Regions from separate parts of the Sus scrofa genome. Here region 1 is linked to region 2. Evidence: chromatin contacts called from public targeted proximity ligation data. All regions are on one chromosome and are shown on one strand. The core of a region is the stretch at or near the end of the contact, and the rest is flanking DNA. Distances in the headings are between cores, read along the strand shown.

What was found.
Region 1: a targeted proximity ligation map of skeletal muscle shows a contact between it and region 2. A contact is called at or near these places in 1 of 5 promoter capture datasets (liver), 4 of 47 Hi-C or Micro-C datasets (fibroblasts, liver and skeletal muscle) and 1 of 2 datasets of targeted methods (skeletal muscle).

What each region holds. Positions count from the first base shown.
Region 1 is chr5:70,126,236-70,132,482 of Sscrofa11.1, reverse strand. MICAL3 (F-actin-methionine sulfoxide oxidase MICAL3) reads left to right here. Exons shown (of 40, transcript XM_021092508.1): 2 at 3,520-3,741. Among named protein-coding and RNA genes, the nearest start is that of MICAL3, 3.6 kb to the left of the region's middle.
Region 2 is chr5:70,034,259-70,040,870 of Sscrofa11.1, reverse strand. All of the region lies in intron 2 of MICAL3 (F-actin-methionine sulfoxide oxidase MICAL3), which reads left to right. Among named protein-coding and RNA genes, the nearest start is that of MICAL3, 95 kb to the left of the region's middle.

The DNA of each region.
Region 1 (6,247 bases), core at 3,218-5,717, 91 kb before region 2:
CTGGAAAGCTGAGGCAGAAGCACAAAATCCATCAGACTCTGGGGATGAGAAGTGTGGACCCCATAATGGCATAAGGTGATAAAGCCAGGACTTCACTTTTTCCGTGGATATTTAACACCTACTAAGTGCCAGCCTTGTTCTAAACACTGAGGATCCCACATGAACGAAGGAGACAAAAATGTCCTCCTTTGTGGAGCTTCCATCATAGTGAAAGAGGGGAGCAAAATTAAAAATAAATACAGTGGTATGTCAGATGGTGATAAATGCTTAAAGAGAACTTGGATGTGACAACAGTGACTACGTTTAACTTTGTTTTCTAGCAGTAAATCCAGGGTTGAAGTAGAGCAGAGAGAAAATGTGCTTTTCATGCTCAGAACTAGCCTCCATTGGTGAAATCACTGCCCTTGGGACCAACACATACTTGATGTCCACCCTAAGTCCCCCTTTCTCTCCAGGCAATATTCTTCCCACAGAGCAAACTCCACTCTGGAAAGTGAATTAGTTCAAGGCTGAATTTATCAAAATGTTTTATCTGTTCTGCCTCAGATTTGACAGCCAATAATGAAGATCATTAGTAATAGCATAATTACTGGACTGTAAACAAACAAAAAACTGTTTCTCAGAATTGGCTTATAAGTCTCCCCTGAAAAATCAGAAAAGCAGTAGTAGCGTCAGAATACAGACCTGACCAGGCCTGGGCCAGTTGAGACTGGCAGGACCAGGCCTCTGCCTCCAGGAGCACCACTTCCAAGCTTTTGCTGCCAGAAAAAGGCCCCTTCCTTAATCCTAGAGAAGGTTCTTGCTCTGCCCAGGATTTTCCAGGAGATGGCAGCACAGCCTTAAAAGAAGCAAGCCTGCCAGTACGTGCAGTGCTGTGATCCCTAGAATGAGGTCAAGATATTTAAAGAAGTGGGAGTTTGCAAAAAAAAAAAAAAAAAAAAAAAAATATGAAAATAGGATTTTTCTATTTCTGTGTTTCGCCCAATCTCTGACTACCTGGGCCTACGCAGTGGTCTCTCTGTCACCACTACCCCTTAGCACTCTTATGCCCACCAGCTGATTCCCGAGTAACAGTGCTGACATAATGGAGCCAGACCATCTAATGAAGCCAGACCATCTCAAGCTAAGACACAGCAGTCCTAATTTATTCCACCTGAGGGACAGTGACCAAGTGTCTTAATGTCTCAGGGCTCATGACTCAAGCTATGAAACAGCCTTCCCTCCCTCTGGTATAAAATAAGTGGTGGTGGAGTTCCTGCTGCAGAGATTGGGGTTCCATCGCCAGCCCCGGGGCCGTGAGTTAAGGATCTGGCATTGCTGCAGCTGTGGTGCAGGTCACAGCTGTGGTGCAGGTTGCAGCTCTGGCTCGAATTCGATCCCTGGCTTGGGAACTTTCATATGCCTCTGGTGCAGCCACAAAAAAAAAAAGAGAGAGAGAGAAGTGGGAACAAGGCAGTTCTTTCCAATCTGAAAGCCCTGACCTGTGTCAAGATTTGTATTGTTGGAATCCTTTCATTTTGGGAAAATTAGTGGAGTAAATGAGACACGAAACCCACGCAATAGCCATTCCCTAGCCCAAGCTGTGGGACTTGCTGTTCTTTCTGTTTGCCAGGTACAGTGTGTCTTGCCTGAGCAGGGTCCTGAGGTTGTGGATTTGCTCACCTACTTTGAACATGTGGTAAGTTGGTGTTTCTGTAGCAGAAGGAGCTCTGGAATGGGAGATAGGCTATGCCGCTTGGAATCTTAGGGACCTCTGGAAGGTCGGCTTAGTCCTCTGAGTCTGTTTTCTCATCTGAAGACATGAATACCAACACCTGCCACATGGGGTATTGTGAGGCTCAAAAGAGATCATGTGACAGCCACTAGAGTGCTTTATATCACTGCAATAGTTCAGAGGAATGAGGGTGATGATATGCTGGGGTGAGTAAGGAGAAGAAAGTCTAATTCCACCTCGAAGTTCTGTAATCTTCCTCTTTGACCCAGAGTCTTGACTCTTGACTCTTCTTTGCAAAGGTCAGACGCCCACTTGTAGAGTCAGCCCAGCCTGTCTGCCCTTTCCAAGCTGGCTCTACATTTCACTTTGACAGACAACATCCAGAGCTGCCCCTCTCGACACGTCTCATCCAGCCAGAGCCCTGTGGTACAGGGAATCAGTGGTCAAGCTCTGGGTACAGTAGGATCATGCCTGGTGGGGAACTTTGGCCAGAAGCAAGCCAAAGAGATAAGTATTGGCAGGGTGGAGATGATGTTTTCCCATGACGGTCAAGGGGTGTGCCTTCCTCACTCCAGGTCTGCGTCAGTTAGATGGCATTTTTATGGCTCTTTTTTAAAGCCTGAACTTGGAGTTCAGGGCAGAACTCAATGCTTTCTGTTTCCTCCTCTCCATATAGACACAGCAGGACTCTTACTTTGCTTCTGTGTCTCAGAAGTAACCATCATCAAAATCATAGTTGTCCTCTGTCACTTTATAGTAACGATGGTGCAATCTGTGTGGTCCTGAATTTACCGTGCCCCACGTGCTATTCCAAGTGCCTTACATCGAACTCATCTTAATCACCAACAGCCCTGGGACAGGAATCCTGCTGTCACCCCATGTTGTAGATGAAGACGCTGGACAGCAGGGCGGTCACACAGGCAGGCAGAGCGAGGCTGGGACCTCAGTGAGGCAGTTTGGCTGGAGTCTTTCTTAGTGGGTCATTCTGGCTGTACACACGCTCTCACTTACCCTTGGGTGCTTGACGGCCAACCTGTGAGCAAGGCAACAGAGGTGTATTATTTTTACTCCTCTTGCCAGATGGGAAACTAAAGTTCAGAAGCCGTCTGAGCTCCAAACTCATGGTTTCAGCGGCAAAGCTGGAATAGTTACTGGAGATTTGTCACCAGGGCCCACGCCAGGGGCATTCTTCAAGGATGGCTGGAAGCCCCATGCAGACCTGCCATCCAATTTCCACATATTCTCACCCACCCAGGAGTCAGGGTTCACCTGAGCAGATCTTCATGCTGCCGTGACATGAAGCAAGTAACAGAAGCTCGCTGCAGACCAGCCAGTCCTGCCCTGTCGTAGAAGGTGGAAAGAGGCTGGTCCCAGCCAGGTCCTTCCTGGCTGCATCCAAATAAAGCTCATTACTCCTCCCTTCAAACTCGCTACTGTGTTTTGCCCTTTATGCCTCTCTTGTGCGTCCTTCACAATAGCTATTTGTTCTATTCCCTACTCAGCAGTGCCCTTCCTGGGAACCGGGAACAGAGCCCCCATCTTGGACACCTGTGAGTCTAGCTGGTGCAGAGCAGTAGGCATACAATGCCCTAAGGGACCCCAGCTCCCAGAGCTGTTCTGGACCATTATCCTGACCTTCAGCTTCCCTTGCTGTGTGAGAGGTTGGAACCCAGGAGATACAGGCCCTAAGGCAGCCCCAATTGGCAGAGACACAGAGGTGTTTGCAGATGTGATAGCCCAACCTGCCTTCTTGCCTGTGAATAATTTGCAAGGTTCCCTCTAATGCTGTCTTTCTTGTCTCCTAGGAAATAATCGGATATACTCAGTCCCTCTGAGTGCTAGGATTTTGGAGTTGGAAGGAGCCTCTACTACAGTCAAAGAAACTGAGGCCAGGGAGGGAAAGTGATATCACTCAGCTGGAGGACGCTGCACCCCCTGCCCGCCAGTGCCATCCCAGAGAGGACCTCACCTTGGCTTCAGATGTTTCATCAGCAGCCCAGACATCCCACCATTCATCACGCTTTGGGGTAAGTCACAGCATCTGAGATTACTGTTTGTGCACAGATCCTGGCTGGAAAGAGCACGGGCCTTGCTCCCTCGAGAGCAGCTCTGGTTCCCAAAACCTGTGGTTTTCCCTCACGGGCCCTTTGGGGAACTGATGGAGGGACTCTCAACACAGTGCCACGATTGTTATTGATTAATGATTTTATTTACTAGAGAAACATCGCAAAGCAGGATTGAGGGAGGGGAAATTAAAAGTGGACATTTATATTTAAAAGGCCAGAAACCACTGACAATCTTTATGTCCCAAGTTATTTACTGAAATGGAATTTTGGGTCAGTAAGCCCAGATCAAGGTATTTGGGTAGTGGGAGGGGAGGAGAAATGTAGGGAAGATTTTCGGAAATCTTCACTTCACATCTCAGGTGAGAGTGGTGGAAAGGAGAGGGATGGTAAGGACTTCAAAGAAGTGAAAGGGTGGCTGTCATCCCTACCAGTCCTGGCAGCCTCGGTCAGTCCTAAAATTGGATTTCTTACTCAGCTGACTGTAGTAAGTAAAACAAACATTTGCCCAGCACTGTCCCATGGATCCAGGGCCTAAAAGAAATAAAGTCATAACTATAAAGTAAACCAGAGTAATTGCAGTTCACCTTTGCATTTGTTTTAATTATTTTTCTCAGGCTGTGACTCAAGTGCACCTTGTATCCCCGCCCTGAGCCCAGTACCAATCTCCATAGATAACCTGACCCCACCCAGCACCTGCTTCTGGGCCAGAGTAAGAATGACACCAGACAGACCACTAAAAAGCTGGTCAAGTGAAGAAAGCAGGTGTCTGAGCCTGTATTTCAACCCATGACAATTCAATTCATTGCGAAACTTGTTAAGGACTGCTTGTCCCAGATCCAATCTGCTGTTTTTGTAAAGGCTTCTTTCCCTGCAGATCATTCTGCACAGGAAGGATTACAAAGCTCCCGAAGCCACGTTCTGGGCTGTGTTGTGAGGTTCCATCACCTACAGGGCCCGGCGTGCCAGCCCTCTTTCTGGGTCGTGTTATCGTGGGCTTGGGCATGAAGTCTTCCTGGGGACAGTGTAGGTGTCTGTGGCCACAGGAGAGAGTCTGCCCCCCACCCCGGTCCCAGTCTCCTGTCCTCACTGGGGACAGGCTGCCTGGGAGCTGGTGCAGACCCTCCTGCAGGCATTCTCTGGGAGAAAGGGATGGAGGAAGGTGAGGTCTGCCATCATCACCCTCCTATTCTGCATCCCACTGGGAAGTGAGTTTGTTCTTTTTTTTTTTTTTTTTTTTTTCGTCTTTTTAGGGCTGCACCCAAGGCATATGGAAGGTCCAAGGCTAGGAGTCAAAGTGGAGCTGTAGATACTGGCCTGTGTCACAGCCGCAGTGACATGAGATCCGAGCTGCGTTTGAGACCTACACCACAGCTCACGGCAATGCCGGATCCTTAACCCACTGAGTGAGGCCAGGGATTGAACCTGCAGCCTCATGGATACTCGTCAGGTTCTTAATCCACTGAGCCACAATGGGAACTCCAAAAGTTTGTTCTTTGTGCATCTGGTCCAGAACTGTAGTGGGACAGTGGGAGGAGATGACAGGTAAGCACACCACACCCTTCCCTGAAGCCCTCATGGCAAAAGGCAGTGACCTGGGGAGCAGAAATGAGGGGTAAGTCCATGTTCCCCTCTCTGACAGCCCGTCCGAGGGACCCAAGAGAAGAGAGGTGGAAACGTAGGAACCATGTGTCACCACAGCAAACCTGGAACCTCAGTGTACCCTGGCGATGGTGGAAGCCACCATGCAGTCACAGCCCAGTGGGGAAATAGATGAAAGCGTCGCTTCTTCTCTCTCTAGGGCTGTCTCGGAGGACTCCATTCCCCTCTGACTTCCCTGCACAGGCCTCTGTCATTATGATTTTCCATTTTCCGTGCCTCCAAAAACGTTCTCCTGGTGTTTTACAAAACCTGATCTGATTGTTTAGTGTCTGCTCCTGTTTTAGTTACAATGATTCATACCCAGAGTAAAAATAATTCAAACAAGACCAAAAAGTACAAGAGAGTAAGAATCACCTGAGGTCCCACCATCTGTAAATGACACTCTGCCCTCTTGAGCACTGCCCTCCCTCAGAAACCAGCATGCGTGGGTAGTGAGGCATGTTTGCATGGCCTGTGACCCAAGTACGGTGTGTCACATCTACAACACAGGACTAAGTCATCCTGCTCTTACTACTGACAACCTGCATGTTTCTAGCTCTTTGCAGTAAAAAGCAGTTGACCTCCTTGATCCCACGTAACCTGAGTCCTGGAGGAGACCTCTGGGTTCGGGGTCAGGGTTGGGGGTGGGGTGGCAGGGTGTGCAGTTCTCTTCTCTCTGTGCTCAGTTCTAATCACCCCTCATAGTTAGGGTACAAACTGTCGTACTTTACAGCCTAGAAAGCGCCTCTACATCATTGTAGTTGTCACAGAGCGAGATGATGAAAAGTGAGACAAGCAGTCACAGTGTGATGCTAGCGCACTGAGAGTC
Region 2 (6,612 bases), core at 2,966-5,465:
GGACTGGGAGTTTGGGGTTAGTAGATGCAAACTATTATATTTAAAATGGATAAACAGTGACGTCCTGCTGTATAGCTTAGGAAACTATATCCAATCACTTGTGATAGAACATCATAGAAGATAATATGAGAAGAAGAATGTAAATATATATGTAACTGGGTTACTTTACCATATAGCAGAAATTGATAGAACATTGTAAATCAACTAATAAAAAATTTCAAAAAATCCTTTGCTCATTTAAAAATTTGGGTTACTTTTTTCTTATCAAGTTGTGAGTTCTTTATATATTATGGAAATGAGTTCCTTATCAGATATATGATTTGCAAATGTTTTATCCCACTCTGTGGGTTATCCTTTCACTTTTTTTTTTGGCTGCGCCTGGGCCAGGGATCAAACCCAAGCCACAGCTGTAACTAGAGTCACAGTAGTGACAAAGCTGGATCCTTAACCCACTGAGCCACCAAAGAACTTCTCCTTTCACTTTTTTCCCCCCTCCATTTTTGGCTGCCCTGTGGAATGTGGAGTTCCTGGACCACAACCACAGTTGCAAGCTAAGCTACAGCTGAGCCAAGGCCAGATCCTTACCCCACTGTGCTAGGTCAGGGATCAAATCCGAGTTCCAACACTCCCAAGACACCACCAATCTCATTTTGCCATGGTGGGATCTCCTTCCTTTCACTTTCTTAACAGTGTTGTTAATTTTGACAAGTCATATTTGCCCTCAGTTCTTGAGTAAACCTAGATTTACATGACAAATTTCTATCTTTCAGGTGTTTCTTATTTTTGATGAGTCTCTGCAAGTTGAATAGTCTATAACCAGTCTCATAACCTTTAATACTCAGACCTTCTTATGTTGGTGACTTTGTTTTAGCTTTTAGAAATTTATTTTTTTTATTAAAAAAAATTTTTTTTTTTGTCTTTTTGCCATTTCTTGGGCCACTCCTGCGGCATATGGAGGTTCCCAGGCTAGGGGTTGAATCAGAGCTGTAGCCACTGGCCTACACCAGAGCCACAGCAACGGGGGATCTGAGCCGCATTTGCAGCCTACACCACAGCTCACAGCAACACCAGATCCTTAACCCACTGAGCAAGGGCAGGGATCGAACCCTCAACCTCATGGTTCCTAGTCGGATTCGTTAACTACTGAGCCACTATGGAAACTCCAGCTTTTAGAAATTTAAGATCCTGTGAAAGTGGAGACTAAGGCGTGTATCCTTTTTATAGCATTTTACTCACCATGTCACTGGTAAAAAAACAACCATAAGCTGATGACTGATTGGGGCCAGGCTTCTGGGAATAAGTTGGAGGTGGGACACAAGTATACTGAAGTGATGTTTAAGCACAAGCCAGGAAAATGAAGCCATGTCATTTCCCATTGTGATCTTAACTCTCTTGTCTCATCTAGTGAGATTTTGGCTCTATTTACTATAAGGCATGGAATTTAATAACTAGAAGTGTATCTGGGGTATTTGGAGAAGTTACCGCAATGAAAAACAGAAACTGTCTCCTACCCTGATCCTATTCCCTGATCCCCTGAAATATCCCTACAGAGTATTTCAGTAGTCACCCTCCTCCCTATGTGTTCAAACAAGACTAAAAAAAAGTAAGACTTCTTACTTACATAATAGTGTTCTGTCAGCTGTCTCATTTGCTTCTACCACCTGTATAGCAGTAAAGTAGTATGTCCCCCGCTGAGGGAGCCTGCTTAGGAGGTGGGCTTTCTCATCCAAGACCATATCTTAACGAGTAGGTGGGGAGGCTGGGGCCTCTTTGGAGGGATGTACTTGGGATTATTGGCAAATATGCCTTATTTGTGCCTTATTTGTTCTGTATCCTTTTTAGCTCTATTGGGTATTTCCATTTCTAGGTTAGGTGAATGAATGTGTTGATTTCTTTGCCTGTAATCTGAGCAAGTGGGTATGAACCATGTAGCTGAGGCCTGGAGGGTGCATGGAGCATAGGAACAGATGTGTGAGGGAGAGGAGACCTGGGTAAGGACAGTGGAGAAGGTAAGTCCTGTCTGTCCAAATGCAGGAATGTTGTGAGGTTTATGAAATAGGGCAAGAGTCAAGTAGAGTATAAGACAGTTTGAAAGTTCCCAAGCTTGTACATGTAACTCATGAAGCATCTAAGCATGAAGCATCTAAGATGGCTCTTTTGGCACGTGTACTTGTGAAACGAAGCCTACTTCTGCATTCCCACCTTGAACAGAGCTACCTGTTATAAGTGGGTGACAGTGGCATCTTGGATTGCTTCTGGCCTTTCTCTTTTGCAGAACTCAGAATCTTCCACATAGCTTTGTGATCAGAGCTGAACTGAGACTAGCGGTTCTTTTACAGAAGTCAGTCTTGGAATGCTTGAGAAATTTCTGTCTGCCTTATTCTTGATGGACAGAGACTTTGAGGACGGTTGTGATGTGATTATGTTGGGGGGGGGCTCTGGAGTCAGATTGCCTAGGTTTAGCTCCATCTTCTACCACTTGGAACTACGTGACCTTGAGTATGTTACTGTTCCATTTCTTCACCCAAAAATGTAGATAATATCTGTATCATAGGGTTTTGTGAGGATTAAATGCAGTCTTGTGTGTAGTTCATCACATCGTAAGCACGTATTAAATATTAGCTACAATGATTACCGATGCTGTTGTTGCTGTGAAACAACCAAAACATTAATTTGGTCCCAGCCTTTATAGTGAAGTGGGTCATCGGGTTGGGTAGCAGGATTTTTGGTGAGATGTGGAGTGTGAGAAGAAATAACAATCTGGAGTTCCTCTTGTGGCGCAGTGGTTAACGAATCCGACTAGGAATCATGAGGTTGAGGGTTCGATCCCTGCCCTTGCTCAGTGGGTTAACGATCCGGCGTTGCCGTGAGCCATGGTGTAGGTTGCAGACGCGGCTTGGATCCCGCGTTGCTGTGGCTCTGGCGTAGGCCGGTGGCTACGGCTCCGATTCGACCCCTAGCCTGGGAACCTCCATATGCCGCGGGAGCAGCCCAAGAAATGGCAAAAAGACAAAAAAAAAAAAAAAAAAAAAAAAAGAAATAACAATCTAATGACTCCCACTTGCTGGTGCCTCCTGTGTTGGGCCCTGCAGTGTGGCCCTTATGTGTATAAAGTCTGTTTACTTCTCTTGACATCATGCAGGGCAGTTTTATCACATCACAGAGGGCCGTGCTCAGGGCAGACAGCTGGATCGGGACCTCCGCTTGCTACTTCATTGCTTTCCTTGTCTGTGGTTGCCTTGGCAGCCAAAGTAGCAAGGAATGTCATCCTTTGCCCAGAGCCTGTGATTTCAGCTACTCACATAAGCCATTGCCTGAAGGGATGTAGGATTTCCAGGACATATATCTTTTTGGGGGAGTGAGTCTTTTCTTTTGTGGTGATTGAACAGTGAAGAGGAGAATCTCGGGGCCTTGACTTTGAAAAAGCTTCATGGGAGTTCCCACTGTGGCTCAGCGGGTTAAGAATCTGACTAGTATCCATGAGGATGTGGGTTTGATCTCTGCCCTCACTCAGTGGGTTAAGGATCTGGCGTTTGCTGTGAGCTATGATGTGGGTTGCTGATGTGGCTCCCATCTTTCGTTGCTGTGAATGTGTTGTAGGCCGCCAGCTGCAGCTCCGATTCAACCCCCAGTTTGGGAACTTTCATATGCCACAGGTGCGGCTCTAAAAAGACCAAAAAAAAAAAAAAAAAAGTTCATGACCACCTATTGGTCTTCCTTCCACCCATGGCAGATACCTGCAGCCTTGACTGCAACTCCAGGCTGAGGGATGAGGCTGGAAGGGGGTCTTGGGGCCCATCCTCTACTCTCCTGATGCAGTGATATAGATGGGTGCAGGGCCTCGGTGACCCCTCCTGTGTCCTAGCTGCTCTCGGATACATATTCTTTAGAGGCCAGTCCCTTATCAGGTGTATAATGTGTATAAATCTATTCCCATCCTGTGGGTTATGTTGTCACTTTTTTGATGGTGTCCTTTGTAGCTCAACATTCCCTTGCCACCCCTGCCAAGTTTCCCACATGGTGAGCCTTTGTGTGGGATGCCACAGATGAAAGAGAAGAGGAGGGTAGTGACCCCTTTCCTGTGCGTGTTCTTCCCTTCATCCTCTCAAGGTAACTAACCTGGAGAAGAATTCAGATTCAAGACTCATGCACTGGTGGCGTGTGGTCTGCGAGTGCAAGCATGGGGCGGCCTGTGGGTCTGACAGTGCCAAAGATGACATACTGGTGGGTCAGGTTACAGTTGCTGTGGGAACTGTGACCTTTGAGTTTCCTGGCTTATGCATGGAATTTCAGTTGCATAATTCTACAACTTGGATTTTTTTCCTCTTCTCACCCTCCCTCTTGGCATTTAATTTTTTATCTGAGTGAATGAGATCTGAGCTCTGTGCCTCTCTGTCTCCTCCTGGGCAGAGTCTCACTCACATTCCTTTCCCGGATGCTCTCCCAGACTGTGCCAGGTGGGAGACCAGCCCCAGACCCTGGCCTGTGGGGATCTTCCTCTCATCTCCGGCAAGGCCCTGAGGTTGGGCAGGCTGGTCTGGAGAGACTCCTCCGATGGATTGCTGTGTGTCCAGGGTAAGCCCAGCTTTCCCCATGTGCCCGTTTCTCCCAAGTGGGCCTTGCTCATTTCCACTTGTCCATTTGTATTTACCTGGTCCTGTGTGCCCTGAGTGTCCCCCCAGCTGGCTTAGCTACTTCTACCCAGACTTTACTTTCCAATGGGAGTCCCACCTTCTCTGGGAAACTGTTGTCACTACTGTAGCCTAAAATTATCCCACTTCCAGTGAATAACATTTGACCTAAACATTTCATTCGGAATTTAATTAGATACTGTATCAGGGTATTTTTCTTGTCTCAAGAATATTTGTCATTCGAGGTAGAGGTAGCGGTCTTTTTTTTTTTTTTTTCCATATAACATTCTTGAGGGTCATGATTTTAAGTCATCATTTTGCTTGGGTTTTGTATTCATTTTTGTTTTTGTTTTTTGCTTTTTAGGGCCATATCTGTGGTGTATGGAAGTTCCCAGGCTAGGGATCGAATCAGAGCTACAGCATCCAGCCTACACCACAGCAACATAAGATCCTAGCTGCGTCTGCGACCTACATACGCCACAGCTTACGGCAACACTGGATTTTTTAACCTACTAAGAGAGGCCAGGGAGTGAACTCTCATCCTCATGGATACTAGTTGGATTTGTTTTCCGCTGAGCCATGACAGGAACTCCTCATTGTTTTCCTTGTTAAATGGTCACTGGCTTATGTTTGAATTAATAAGCATGTGTTCTTTTTTTTCCCCCTTTTTGGCCGCCCTTCGACATATGGCGCTCCCAGGCCAGGGATCAGATCCGAGCTGCAGTCTCAGCTTAAGCCTCAGCTGTGGCAATGCCGGATCCTTTAACCTGCTGTGCCGGACTGGGGATCTAACCTACATCCCAGTGTTCCCAAAATGTCACCGATCCTCTTGCACAACAGCAGAAATTCTAAGCATATATTCTCTTAGTGTCTGTCATGAGGAAGGCATTGGGCCAAGAGTTGTGAGGGACACAGGAAGAAACAAAACCCTTAAATTCCTACCTTAAGGTGGTGAGCCTGGCTCTCCGTGCCTGCTGTCTTGCCCTGTGTCCTCTTCTTTCTCTCTCAGTGGACTCTAAACCCAGAGTTCCTGGAAGGCCCATCGATTCTCCACACAGCCTGTGCGTGTGTATGTCCTCTGGCCCTGAGAAAGCTCCCACCTTCACAGCTCATCCTCTGAGGAGGACAGCACTTCACCACTCAGCCCTTCCTGACCCGGGAGCGGAGGTTCCTTTCTGCTATTTCCTCTTACCTTCTGCTGTCCTTTCCCCCCACAGCATGCAAATATAAACTTGTTTGCATATTGGCTTTTTTATCCTGATGGTTATGCCCACCTCTGGGGTGTGCCAGACATTTGTTCACTTCTGTGCTCAGGCCCAACATGATGCCTGGTACTTGGGGGACTCACAGTAAATGCTAAGTGACTCGGTAGTCTTAGAGAGATGGAGGTGTAGAATGTATCGTATGTAGAAATATAAAGTGACTAGTAATTTATCCACAGATTATATTGCTCCAGTTGGCTTGCAGTAGCCAGGCCTTATGAATCCATGTGATGCCCCTCTCTTGACATAAAAATGGAAACTGCTTTGATTGAGGCAAAATGCTCGAGCTTTCCTTTCCTCCTTCCTCCCATGTCCTTCCCTCCTCTTTTCTTGTTATGGCTCATTTTAGGAATGATTTAAGGCAACTTGGACTCTTGTTCTGTGTTATGGGTGAGGCAGGACTATTATTTTCTTCTGTGTAACCCTGGACACTTATTTGGGTGCCTTTGGGATACTCAGTTTTTCCTAAACTTTCAGTCATTTTGGAGAAGTAGCCTGTGCTACTGACCAGAACAGGGAGGAGAAGGTGGGCTTTGAGCCTCTGCTCTCTACTGAGTCCCATGAGCAAATTGGTGTGGGTATGTGTGCTTTCCCTACTCTTTTAAAGTGGGCTGGAGACTGTGACTTGCTGTGAAAATGTTTAAATAAAGATCCTGAAGGACCTGGTGAAGTAATGTCTCCAAAACACCTCGAACTCATCAGGAAAGAAAGAGGTGCTG